Linked DNA regions of Mus musculus: regions 2, 3 and 4 are each linked to region 1. A link is a contact called in public promoter capture Hi-C data. All regions are on one chromosome and are shown on one strand. Each heading gives the region's core, a stretch centred on a gene start, on an enhancer-like site or on the middle of the called end of the contact. The rest is flanking DNA. Distances are from core to core; before and after follow the strand shown.

Region 1 (3,184 bases), core at 499-2,998:
AAAAGGCCCTGATCAAGTGGTCACGTGATTATTAATCTGCCACGTGAGGACAGAGTCCATGCCTCCAAAGGGTAAACAAGCTGGCTTTGGGAAACACCTGGTCACCTTTGCTCCAGTCCCTGCCTCTGGGCCGGGTAACACACCCTTCAAAGCAGGAGCAATGTTGGGTCCAAGGATTCTGGCTGACTTGGTATCGAGTATCCAATCTGATAACCTGTCACCTACAGACTGGTTAATCCCTACCAGAGGGAAAAGAGTTACCTCAGAAATTGGGCGATGCGTGCCATGACAGCCCCGGCTCCTGGCTCAAGAACATTGCCTGTAGATAGAAAACGTATTCAGTACCAAGTAGTGTCCTGCATACTAGGGTTCAGCTGGGAGTCCCAGAGAAGAGACATTCCAGATCTTTCTTCCGGATCACTTTAGGGTTTTCCCAGGCTCATGTGAAACTATAAAAGTTCAGTGTGTGGAAAATAGGGAGACAGCTACCCAACAGCTTGTCATCCACCTGTCCAGTGATGGAGGGCCAGAGCATGCTCCTCTAAATCACAGGCTTGGGGGCAAGGGCTTGCCTGGTAACAGGAGAGACTCTAGAGTAAGAGACACTGTGCAGAGCCATGGGCAAAGGGAGTCTGCAACTGCTCACCTCCCCAAGTGTCCTCCGCCAAGCCCTGCGTTGCTGCAGGGACGAGGAACAGGCTGGCACCTCGGGACAAGACCGTGTCCTACTCTATGTTCTAGTTCAGGTAAAGCAGGGGTTAGGACAGGGTGGGGGTGAATCCATCTGCACCTGTAACCCAGGACACCATGTAGGTAGAGAACTGCGTTTTCTCACCTCCTGCAGTCTCCAGGAACATCTAGGCTTCTGTGGTGACCCCCAGCCATAAAGTTATTTTTCATTGCTACATCAGAACTGTAATTCCGCTACTGTTAAGTATCGTAATGTAGATATTTGTGTTTTCCGATGATCTTAGGCGAACCCTGTAAAAGGGTCCTTCAACCATCCCACTTAAATCGGTGGAGTCTGTAGTCTTGCTCAGTGAAACCCAGGTTCTCGGAGAGAAAGTGAAGCTTCGGGAGGAGGGCGGGGGAGGGCCGGTGCAGGACCCGCAGGGGAGCTCACCCACGGAGATGTCTCCCAGCTGCTCAGGCTTTAGCCTCACGTCCTGGAGAACCGCGGTCAACACGGCCGACAGAAGCTCGTCGGGGGTGGTGTTCTGCAGGGCGAGGCGCAGCAGCGGTGAGCCCAGCTCCCGCATCCCCGCCCGGGGACTCTGCGGTCACCGGACCCCCGACGGCAGAATTCCATCCGCGCTGGCCGCCTTCTGCTCCCCTCGCCCGCCCGAGGGGCCTCACCTTGAAGCCTCCACGGCTGGCGCGGCCGATGGGGGTGCGCCGTCCGTGCACCACCACCACGTCGGAGGCCGAGGCCTGCGGGAACCTAGCGGAGCAGGGCGCAGCTTGCAGCGCGGAGCTCGACTCGGGCCGGCCGGCCAGGTGGCCCAGCACTACCTGCAGCCGATGCATCGCGGAGGTGGGTCCTACCTACTCGTTTAGGTTCTGGGTGCAGAGCTTTAGGAACAGGAATGATGGCAGGCGCAGGCGCAGGCGCAGGCGCGGGCGCAGGCGCAGGACAGCCTTCTACGTCGCAAGGCCTGAAAGGGGATCACAACCCCGGTAGAATGATACTGCGAGAGGTAGGATGGGGTCTTTAGAGGGCCTGCCCACTCCTAGGTACAACCAATTAGATTAAGGGGAGTCTGATTGAGGGCCGCCCACTCACCCCTTGCCCCAGAGTCCCGCCCAACGCCCGTCCTAAGACGCTTTCTCTCCACTCAAAGCCCCGCCCGCCAATCCTACGGAAGCCAATCGTAATGCGCACTCTTAATCCTCCTTGAAAGGCAGACTGGAAACTTCCAAGTTTGCACAACCTTTTGTAGACATTGGGGAAGGAGGTTTCCCAAACTTCTGGTTTCCTAGGATGAACTCAGCCTCAAGGGAGTCCCTCCCCTTGAGCTCAGCGCGCAGCCGCGTAGAAGGCGGAGCCCGGCCCATGGCTTCTCTGCTGAGCTAGCCCGAGAAGACCCTTGTCTCCCATCAAAATTTGCTGTGCTCAGCCCCGGGTCCCAAAACCGAGAACTGAGGACCTAGAAAATGTTGAGGCACCTAGTTAAGCCCCAACCGGGTTGGCTGTCACAGAAGCTCTCTCAGAAAACAAAGTAATTTTGGGTTCCGGGCTGGTGTGAAGAACCGATTAAGGTGCTGAACGGCAGGCAGGTTCTAACTGTAACGTGCCCCACTCGTCTTAAGCCTGTTGATCTACGTTTGTTTGGGATAGTGCCATTAGTGCCCACATTCCCCTAGGAATTCTACTAAACCCGGGGATGGGGGTGGAGGGTGGAGGGAGACCCAGTATTGGAGATTGACACCTAAATAGATTAACCAAGTGAATTAACGAAAAAATCTTCCTTGGGTCTAGACCCAACGTTAAAGAGTAAGGTGGTAGGTTCCGCGTGTTTTTTGCAGACCCCGGGAAGGTAGTGCTGTTTGTCTCAGAAAACAAAGGACAAGATACCCTAAATGCCAATTTATGGGCAAGGTCGTGGGCTTTCCCCTTTAAAAAGCAGAGTCACAAGTGACATCAGATAGCTAAAGGTAGACTGAGCCTTCGGGTTACTACTTCCGAAGCCAGTCTGTCTCTTCCCTCCCTACTACCAGAATATAAATTACTGTACAGAAGGGCTGTAACTCCTTCAAGTCCTAAACAAGGCTGATTGAGCTAACCATGCATAATAACCACTACCAGATCGCCTAGTCCATCCACCTTGATCGGTGGGCCAAGGCAGATGCCAGAGGCGGTTTATATAAATTCTCACACCTTCGAGGGGAGGTGAGCAAACGTTAGAAGCACAAGTGGGTTGACTTTTAGGCTGGGTAGTTCTGGCCCCGTAGTCTAGATTCTAGCAAAGGGCGGAGCTTCTCGGAAAGCGAAAGAAGGAGGGGCTGGCAGGAGACTTAAGGGAAGTAGGAAACTCCACAGGCGAGCGTACTGGACGGCACCGGGGGCCCAGGGTTGCCTGCCATGTCTGCGGGAGACCCCCGCGTGGGATCCGGGTCCCTGGACTCCTTCATGTTCTCCATACCCTTGGTCGCGCTTAACGTGGGAGTGAGGCGCCGCCTATCG
Region 2 (2,975 bases), core at 331-2,830, 2.5 Mb before region 1:
CAGCCTCAGCAGAAACTCAGAGCAGGGCACTGCCGATCTCCTATGGAACATGCTTTCTCTAGTCAGGTCTTTCTTCGTTTACCACCACTGACTCCTGCTCAGCAAAGCTGTGTTTAGCACACCCATACAAAGAACATACTTTCAAAGACACAAAGCTGCCACATATCCAAGGTATGGAAAGCTTTATTTCATTTTTGTTCTTTGAACCAGGGCTTCTCTGTGTAGTCCTGGCTGTCCTGGAACTTGTACTGTAGACAAGGAAGGACTTGAACTCTGAGATCCACCTGCCTCCCTCCTAAATACTAGGATTAAAGGTGTGCACCACCATAAAAGTTTTATTTTAAAAATATGTGTATCTTGCCTGCATGTATACATGTATGTGCATCATATATACATGCCTGGTGCCTGAAGCAGTCAAAAGAGGGTTTGAGTTCCACTGAGTTGGGATGGTTGGGAGCCTCACGTTGAGTGTCAGGAACTGAACCTGGATCCTCTTGTAAGAAGAGTAACAAGTGCCTTTAAATCACTGGGACAACTCTCCAGCCACAGGCATAGAGTTTTATCATGTATAACATGGAATGTTTCCTACATATGACTTAACTCAAATAATTTTTAACCTGTGTTTGATCCTTGGAACCTGTGGGCAAAGGAAACAACAGGTCCCTTCATGTTGTCCTCTGCTCTCCACACATTTGCCATAGCACATGTGCCCCTCCCCACAATAAATAAAATGGTAATACAAAATTTTAATATTCAGTCATGACACCTGTTATGTAGTTATTGGAAGGTGGCTCATAAGACTACACCAGCCTTCAGGAAATTCAAGAAACGTATTGAGGGCCCAACAAGATGGTTCACTGGGTAAAGGCCACCAAATCCCACAATCAGAGTTCTAGCCCCAGGGTCCAGACATTAGGAGGTGACTGGTGAAGGTTGTCCTCTGACCTCAGCAAATGTTCACACAAGTAAATGTAATAAAATTAGTTTACAAAGAAAAGAAACATTGAGGTATGGGGAAGTTAGAAAGTTAGCCGATTCACTGTGGTTCCTCTTGCCAGTTTATATAATCGGTGCACAAAGGGGGAAGAAGCCCTCTGCAGAGCTGCCTCTGGCGGGGCAAGGGGTGGGCAGGGTAGACAAGACGGAATCCTTTCTCTTGTCCGTGGTTGGTGCTCTATTCGGGGTGAGGAGACAATTGTTCCTCTCCCTGAAGTCACTCAAAGTTGAGTACCTACCAGTAGCCTACCTCTCTCAGAGGCCGCCATGTTCTGCTACGCTGAGAGTCTTGGACAGACACGTCCCATAGTGGGGCTGTCGGTGTCTGCCATCCCCGGAGCCCACACGAAGCCCCGCCCCGGAAGCTGCCTGCCCCATCAGACTCCTCCCCAGGCATGTGTGAGGTCACTGCTCTCCGGCCACCACCAGCTCCGGGGAGGGACCCAAAGGCGCCCCGACGGCGCATGCTCCCGCTCGGGCGGGCCGCTCGGCTCACCTAAGCCGGTCTAGCCTGCGTGCGTGGCGTTCGCGGAGCCCAGCGAACCGGTCGCGAGAACCTCGAGGCAATTGGGGTTGGGAGGCAGCGGCCGCCAGGCGGCACCGCGCCAGCACTGCCGCCCAGGCCTCACGTCTGACACGAACAGCGCGCGCCGCCACGAACCGGGCCGGCCCCCCAGCCAATGGGCGCCGCGCTACAAGTGACCACGCCCACCGCCCCTCGCACGTAAAGGGAGTCTCTGGCCCGGCCTCGCCGGCTGCTGGCTTCTGATTGGCTGGGGCGAGCAGTGGCCGCAGCAGGCGAAGCCGGTGTTCTCGCACTCGGGTGGCGGCCAGAAACCGGCAGGACTGGAAGGGACCCCGCGTCTCGGTGAGTGAAGCGGGAGCCGGGCGGGAGGCGAGGGCTGCGGGGCGGGGGGTCCCTCGGGTGGGCGGAGGACTTGGGGTCCCCGTCGGCCAGTGCATGTGGAGCCGGAGGAAGGAGGCCGGAGCTTCTGGAGCGGATCGTGGCCGAGGGAACGAGAGTCGCGGAGGAGGCAACGATGGCAAACGGGGACCGGGCTGGTGCCAGCTTCGGGGATCCCGGGAGCAGTGGGAGGAGAGGGAGAGGGAGCGCGATCGCACGGGTCTAGGAGTCTGGACAAGGTCACAAGAAGGTGGGAGGTGAGGCAGGGCGCAGCGCTCGGGCACCTCGGCCTGGCCTTCCCGGGCGCCACCCGGGGTTTGCGCAGACCTTACGTGACCCTGTGTCACCGGATGGAGGAGGGAAGGCTGTGGCGGAATGCGAATGCCCCTGACAAGGGAACGGGGTGCAGAGATCACAAAAGCACGACTAAGGTTCAGGTGTGCCAGCCGTCCGGGTGACTCGATTCTGTTCTCTGCTTCCCTCGTTTATTCCTGGGGTGGAAAGCAGTCCTCTCTTTGAGGGGGTGATCCCTACCCGGGAATCTGCTTCCCGGACTACTGAGGCCCCCTGCAAATTGACAGTTTGGATGCAAATTCTTGACAGGTTCAAAAGGTTCTCGGTGCTCCTGGAATGTGCTAGAAGGTCTTCTCTGCACAGTATAACTTGAAAGGGCTTCTTAAGATACAAATCCTAGTGTTGTGCCCCTGGCCGTTTGAATCACAATCTCAGAGAAGCCATTTTGCACAAGCTGACAGGTAACTTAGGCAAAATCAGAATTTAAAATTTACTATTTTAGGTAATAGTTCTTAGGACCAAAGGGACATGCTGGGAAGAGTCTTCAGCTGTTATATCACCTGATGCCCAACCATTTTCTTATTTACCTCTTCTAGGTTGCCATGCCTTTGGAAAAGTGTGTCAGTAGTTATGCCTGGCCTTACAGAATAATGTGCTCAGCAAACTAAGTTTGAATATCTGGTTATTGCTGACTTAAAAATAAAAATATGTTCTACTTTCTGACAGATATAGGTCAGTCATTGGGTGAGTGAGATAATAAAAAAAAATCTAGTGGGAAAAA
Region 3 (2,983 bases), core at 164-2,663, 2.8 Mb before region 1:
TCTTTCATCCCTAGGTCTGTAAAATGGGTCAATTTTACACTGACAGCCAGAAAAATTGCTATGTATTTGATGTTCTCTGAAAGAAACTTGTCTAATTAGTATGTTTAATTAACACACATACAGAATTGTCTTCAAGAACCCAATTCCAAGAGAAATATTTAACCAGACGCTGAAGACAGATTTCTCTGAAGGGAATGGTTTTATAAATCTGGAAAACACTGTAACAAGATTAGAAATTAACAAGTTGATTACATAATCCTTGACAACCTGGGCTTCAGACTGCACCGATACGAACTGTGATAAGTTAGGGATCAATTTGGGACAGTGTCCCAATCCCTACAAAGAATCCAAACTGAGCCTTTTGACCCTGGACAGGAATCTGTTGGAAACTCAGCAGAAAGAGCTGTACACCTGTAGGTCCATCGCTTACTTCACCTTAAACCTGACAAAACACTTCAAGCATCCAGGTGGTTTCACCAAGGCTCCTAAGACTTGGAGAATACGCTCATTTAAACGGAAGGGAAAGTAAGAAACCTGACAGCCCAGAGGCCCTACAGCCTCTGACTTCTACAGTCTTAGGAACCCCGGAGAGAAATTCCCCAATGCATACACGACCCGAACTCACAGCGAAGCTCCTAGGTTGTAGCTGACCCCACTGTTTAAGAACATCACAGCTGGAGGAAGCCTAAGCTTAAAGGGCTGCCACTCTCCTGGCTCCCGAGTCCAAGCAAAAGGCAACAAGGTGTTTGTTTTTATTGCAAATGGTTCGGAAAGAAATCAACAGGCGATGTCTACGGAAAAGAACAGCGTCTCCTAACGCGAAAAAATCCGAGCAGTCCCCGGGGAGCCGCACCGCTGCCCCTTCCGCAGCCGAGCGCCCTTCTCCGTAGACAACCGCGTCCCCGAGCTATCGTGAGGCGGCGGCCGCCCGGCTCTGCAGCGGGACTCGCGGCCCACGGGGAAACTGAGGCCCGTGGATCTCGCGTCGCCCGGGGCCCGCTGCGGGCGCGGCGCGGGGCCGCGTCGACTCCCGCGCTGCCGCAATCCCGCGGCGGCCGCAAGGGCAGGGCCGGGCCGGGCTGCGCGAAGCCCGCAGGCCGGGCGAGCTCGGGGCCGGGGTGGTGCCGCGGGCCGCGTCCTCTGCGCAGGGCACCCCGGGCCGAGCGCGCAACTTACTTTCCGCCTGCGGCGGCGCCAGCCCAGCCCCGCTAAGGCGGCCGCTGAGGAGAAGCGCAGACCCGGCCCACGCTCCCGCGCCGCGCTCGCCCTACCTCAGCCGGCAGGCGGGCATCCGTCCGCAGCGGCCGCGGCGTCGACAACTCCCTCCCGGCCGCCGGAACCCCGCACCCAGGGCTAATCATAATACCGAGCGGGCGGCCGGGGGTGCGGCCGCGCTGCGCAGGCGCGGGCCTTGCGTCATCGTGACGAAAGCGATGGGGTGGGGTCTTGTGTGAGGGCGGGGCCTTGGGTCGGGCGGGGCGGGGTTAACCCGGCGCACCTGCAGGCCAGCTCAGGGTCTACTGGAGGGCGTCCTGGCCCTGGCCTGAGCACATCCTACTCTGGAAAGAATAGAGATTATGCAGAAGGAAGCGCCAGGACGATGGACAGCGGCAGCAGGCATAGCAGCTAGAGCTATAGCTTTCAGGGGATATTGGAAGAGATCTTGGGGCTGAGGGCAAGGAGCACATGCGCTTTATCCATCAATGTTCACCCTATCTCCCATCTAGCTTGAAGCAATGAGAGACAACAAAATTAATATACATATGCACGTGCATATATATATATATATATATATATATATATATATATGTGTGTGTGTGTGTGTGTGTGTGTGTGTGTGTATCATATATACACAAGCATGCATACACATATGCACATATATATATATATACATACACATTTCTTTACTTTTTCTTCTCTCTGGGAATACATTTGAAGAATTCTGTTGCTTTTGTTACCACTAAAGCAGAAAGAAGCAAAGCCCAACACCTGAATGCAGGCTTGCCTCTAGAGTCAAAAGTCACTGGCCAGGCCAGGCAGCCTCTGAGAAACAACGTGGAGAAGTACACAGCAGGCACTAACTTGGCTGTTCATGGTTCTGTTCCAAGATGACTCAGAAAGGGATGTTAGTGGTGGCAGGACAAGAGGGAGGGAACTCCCAGCTCTATCTCCTGGAAGGATAATGAGCCATGGAGACTAGTCCTCTGGGGCTCCTGAAAAGAAGCCAGGTGCCAGGTTTCTCTCCCCTACTTTTCCTTCTGTGTTCCTGCATCCACAGAAGAAGAAAAAACACACACACACAAGCAGAATGAGCTTCTTACATGTCCAAGCCTGACTCAACTGACTGGACAAAAAAATCTAAATGGCTTTTGCCATCTCTGTTGGTCAGAAAATGGCAAGTCTTCTTCCTTCCTCCCTTCATTTATTTATTTGTTTATTTATTTATTTATTTATTTATACTACAACATCCACTTCGCATGCCTGAAGATGGCTGGGAAGCAGAATGACTGGGAAGGTGGTCTCGATCTTCTGCTGAAATGTGTGCTTAGACCTTCAATTATCCTAATGCTTTAGCCCTGGGTGGCAAAGTGCACATAGGAAAACCCCAGCATTGGCCTCTGCTCACGCAGGCCCCACCTGACTTAGGATCATGAAAGGACAGTGTCATTTGACGTGGAAATGTTTTCTTTTTCTTTCTTCATGTCTCTCTTTCTTATTTTTTTACATGTGTGTGTGTGTGTGTGTGTGTGTGTGTGTGTGTATGTTCAACATCCATGTAGAAGTCAACCTGTAGAAGAGAAAGCTCTGTCTCTTTGTCTGACACCACATGGGTCCTAGGGATGGAACTCGAATTAGCAATCGAGGCAGCAGGCACCCCCACCTGCTGAGCCATCTTAGAAGCTCTGCCAGGGAGATTCTAATTTAGACACACATTGAGCAACCGCTCCTAACTAGGTCTTGCACAATCTGCTCTTTTGCTGAA
Region 4 (3,130 bases), core at 78-2,577, 3.0 Mb before region 1:
AGGATGGTACCACCCATAGTGTGCTGGGCCCTCCCACATCATCAAGAGAATGCTCCTCCCTACCCCCCCTCCCCCCCAACACACAAGCTCAAAGGCCAGTCTGATGGAGGCTGTTCCTTAATGTGATTTCCTCTCAGGCAACTATTGGTGTGTCAGGTTCACAAAAACTAAGTGGCATGGCACCATGACTCAGGCTCACATCTTGTACTTTGCTTTGAGATGGAGATTCACTACATTGCTCAGGCTGGTCTCTAGTTCCTCAGTTCAAGTGATCTTCCAGCCTCAGTCTGCTGAGTATCTGAGACTACAAAAGTGTGGGCCACCAACACAGCTTAACTAAATTTTGTTAATTCAGCTGTGATAAGATTACTCCCAAGAGGGCTGGGATAATCTCTTCCCTAGGATGCACAAGGCCCTGGGTTTAATCTCCAGTATAAAGACTATCTGAGCAAAAAGGATTTAATAGATATTCCATTAAAATGATTGTTTTTCAAAAAATTTCAAACATTTCCAATCAGATACCAAAGAATGAAGTTATATGCAAGGATGAATGTAAGTTCAGGGGCTGAGAAAATTGGAACTCTCCAACTGAAACCCACAAGTCTCCTGAGTCGTCAATTGACTCTAATTGTTAAAGTTCTGAAAGATTTGCCTTGGTTTTCAGAGAGAAGAGAGCTTCAGAATTCTGCTGAAAACCAGCCAAGAATTGCTCCTTAAGGCAGAGAGGGGGCTAGGAGGACAACCTCCAAACCGGAACACCCCCAGGGGTTGGGGTGAAGGCCTTGTCCCCTGGAGGAAGGCAAAAACTGGAAGGGTGTGGAGGGTGGAGGCTAGACGGTAGAGGGTAGAGGTGGGCAGGTGTCTGGATTCTGGTCTAAGAGATTAAGAAAAGGAAAGCGTAAGGAGCCTTATCCTTTCCCTTCCATTCCCTACCCAGCAAAGCCAAGACCCAGCCCGCACCCATACCACCACGAGGACCGCTAGCGAGGCCCCACCCCTCCGGATGAGGCTCCCTTTCTGCCGTGAGTGACAGCAACCCAAGCCCCACCCCACTCGCCACAGCCCCGCCTTTAACATGTCTCTCTACAACGACAGCTGATGAGGCCACGCCCATGCAGCACCACCACATCCCACCAAAATGAGAACCTTCATGGCCCCGCCCCTTCCGTCGCGGCCCCACCCCTCTCCCGAGGGTCAGCCAGTGAAGCTTCACTCTGACACCTCCGCCCCCCTTCCTCGGGACTTACAACTGTTAAGGCACCGCCCCTTTCACGGTGATCCCGCCCCCCACGCCGAGTGACAGCCGGAAGGCCCCGCCCCTCCCGGTCGTTGACGCCTCCTGTCGGCCAAGGCGCCACGCCCCGGTCGTGTATCCAGTCCGCCTTAGCGCCGCGGGCCTGGTTCTCCCCGCTCCCGCGGTCCCCGAGGACGCCGCGTGGGCGGCCGGTGAGTGGGGAGGGGCGCAGTCCGTGTGGTGGGCCCGCTGGGGATGCTCCCCCCCCGCGACAGGGAAAGAGCCACGGAAGCACTGGTCAGGGCTGGAGATCCGCAAGGGTGTGAAAGCCGGCGGAGGCAGGGGGATGTCGGCCGGCTCTGGATTTGCGTCAGGCCTGGAGCAGGGCCGTCTCTGACTGACCATGGGATCCCGGGGTGTCGGGCTGCTCTGATTGACACTTCGGGGAAGGTGCCCGGTAGCCTTGATTGTGTCACACCTCGCGGTCTCTCTAGGGTTGTGAACAGATCCGGTCTGAGGTTTCTGACCGGGCCCATTGTGCGCTTTCCGTGATAGGTGTCGCATGACTCCAGTGAAGGGTGCAGAGCCCTGTCCCTACCCGAAACCCTGTTTGTTCTTTCCCATAGCTGAGGCGGTGCGTAGACGGTCTGACTGAAGTCTCTTCAAGTTTGTTCCCACTCCACAGTTGAATCGCAATCCCTTAAACCCTGATGTTGTAATCGAATCCCGGCAGTTTTAAAAGTTTCAGGTGCACTGTGAGTGGCCTGGTTTCCATTTAAAGTCACAGTAACCTTAGAGGACTAGATATTTCTAAGGACTCTTTCTGTCTTTAAACAATTTTAAATGCAACCGTGCATCCCTTAACCAGGGTAAACTGGGAGGGAGATGCTTGCTGTTTACCTGGCATGAACGTCCGAGGGCACTCACACAGACAAAGAGGCTGTGACTTTACTAGGCATATAGTTTTGTTTTCTGGGGTTTTTTTGTTTTGGTTTGCTTTGGTTTGGTTTTTGGTTTTTAAAAATTTTTGTCTGTGCGTTCGTGTTATTGTGAGTGCAGGCAAACGGATACACACAGGCTTGTACAGGACAGAGGACACAGGTGTGGGCCCTTGCCTCCCACCGTGTTTGAGATAGGATGTCTTTGTGTCTTTTCATTTTTGCTGCTGTGCTGCCTGTTCCAGGCCATTCAGCCCTATGGCTTCTTAGGGTTTTACTGTCTCTGTCTCCCATATCACCTGGAGTTGGGATTACAGAAGCACTCTACTGCGTGCTGGAGTCCAAATTTAGGTCCTCTTGATGAGAAATGAGAGATGCAGAATATCAGACAGGCATAGACAAGGCCTGGTAAACTGTAACGAGTGTGCATTTGGATAGACTGTAGTGTGGTTGCGTGTGCGTGTGTGTATGAGTGTGTAAAGAGGAAAACTAGAAAGGTTGGAACACAGAAAAGAGGATAAAGTTGAGAATATAAATGCCCTGTAGGAATGCTCAGAACCCTATGACCTCTAGTAGCATTTTGTTTTTCTTCCTAATTTGTATATTTAAAAGTGTTTTTTTTTTTTTTTACATATTATTGTATGTGTGCATGTGGGTTTACACATACCATGGAATGTGTGTAGGGATCAGAGGTCAAATTCTGGGAGTCAATTCTCTCCTTTTGTGTATATAAATACACATATAATTAATGGGGTAGTATTCTAATATTAATTTGTGACTTTTTCCAACTTAACATTTTCTCATTTATCATTTTCCTTGATCACTAAATATTCACACTGAACAACCAGCTACTTCTTTCTAAAATAATAATAGTATTTCAGCTATGTGTTTAATACATGCATGCTTGGAGGTGAAGAATTAGGGCTGATCAAGGCAAGTATATTAGTAAGTGTTTAAA

What was found. Promoter capture Hi-C pulls out the DNA fragments that hold promoters and counts their contacts. Capture Hi-C pulls out chosen DNA fragments and counts their contacts.
Region 2: a promoter capture Hi-C map of adipose tissue shows a contact between it and region 1, with 2.9 times the contacts expected there. The contact joins the promoter of Higd1a here to the promoter of Acaa1a in region 1. A contact is called at or near these places in 2 of 39 promoter capture datasets (liver and pre-B cells), 1 of 115 datasets of contacts at active chromatin or transcription factors (extraembryonic endoderm stem cells) and 1 of 9 other capture datasets (adipose tissue).
Region 3: a contact with region 1 is called in a promoter capture Hi-C map of pre-B cells, with 6 times the contacts expected there. The contact joins the promoter of Snrk here to the promoter of Acaa1a in region 1. A contact is called at or near these places in 1 of 39 promoter capture datasets (pre-B cells) and 1 of 9 other capture datasets (liver).
Region 4: a contact with region 1 is called in a promoter capture Hi-C map of liver, with 2.6 times the contacts expected there. The contact joins the promoter of Ano10 here to the promoter of Acaa1a in region 1. A contact is called at or near these places in 1 of 39 promoter capture datasets (pre-B cells) and 2 of 9 other capture datasets (adipose tissue and liver).

The regions. Positions count from the first base shown.
Region 1 is chr9:119,339,858-119,343,041 of GRCm38.p6, reverse strand. Acaa1a (acetyl-Coenzyme A acyltransferase 1A) reads right to left here and starts at 1,748. Exons shown (of 12, transcript NM_130864.3): 1 at 1,357-1,748; 2 at 1,124-1,217; 3 at 262-319. The coding sequence starts at 1,527. It overlaps Myd88 (myeloid differentiation primary response gene 88), which reads left to right and starts at 3,024. Exons shown (of 6, transcript NM_010851.3): 1 at 3,024-3,184. The coding sequence starts at 3,083.
Region 2 is chr9:121,856,401-121,859,375 of GRCm38.p6, reverse strand. Higd1a (HIG1 domain family, member 1A) reads left to right here and starts at 1,580. Exons shown (of 4, transcript NM_019814.5): 1 at 1,580-1,864. Gm47112 (predicted gene, 47112) reads right to left here and starts at 1,629. Exons shown (of 1, transcript NR_168944.1): 1 at 168-1,629.
Region 3 is chr9:122,115,696-122,118,678 of GRCm38.p6, reverse strand. It overlaps Snrk (SNF related kinase), which reads right to left and starts at 1,413. Exons shown (of 8, transcript NM_001357775.1): 1 at 1,272-1,413.
Region 4 is chr9:122,292,620-122,295,749 of GRCm38.p6, reverse strand. Ano10 (anoctamin 10) reads left to right here and starts at 1,327. Exons shown (of 13, transcript NM_133979.3): 1 at 1,327-1,446.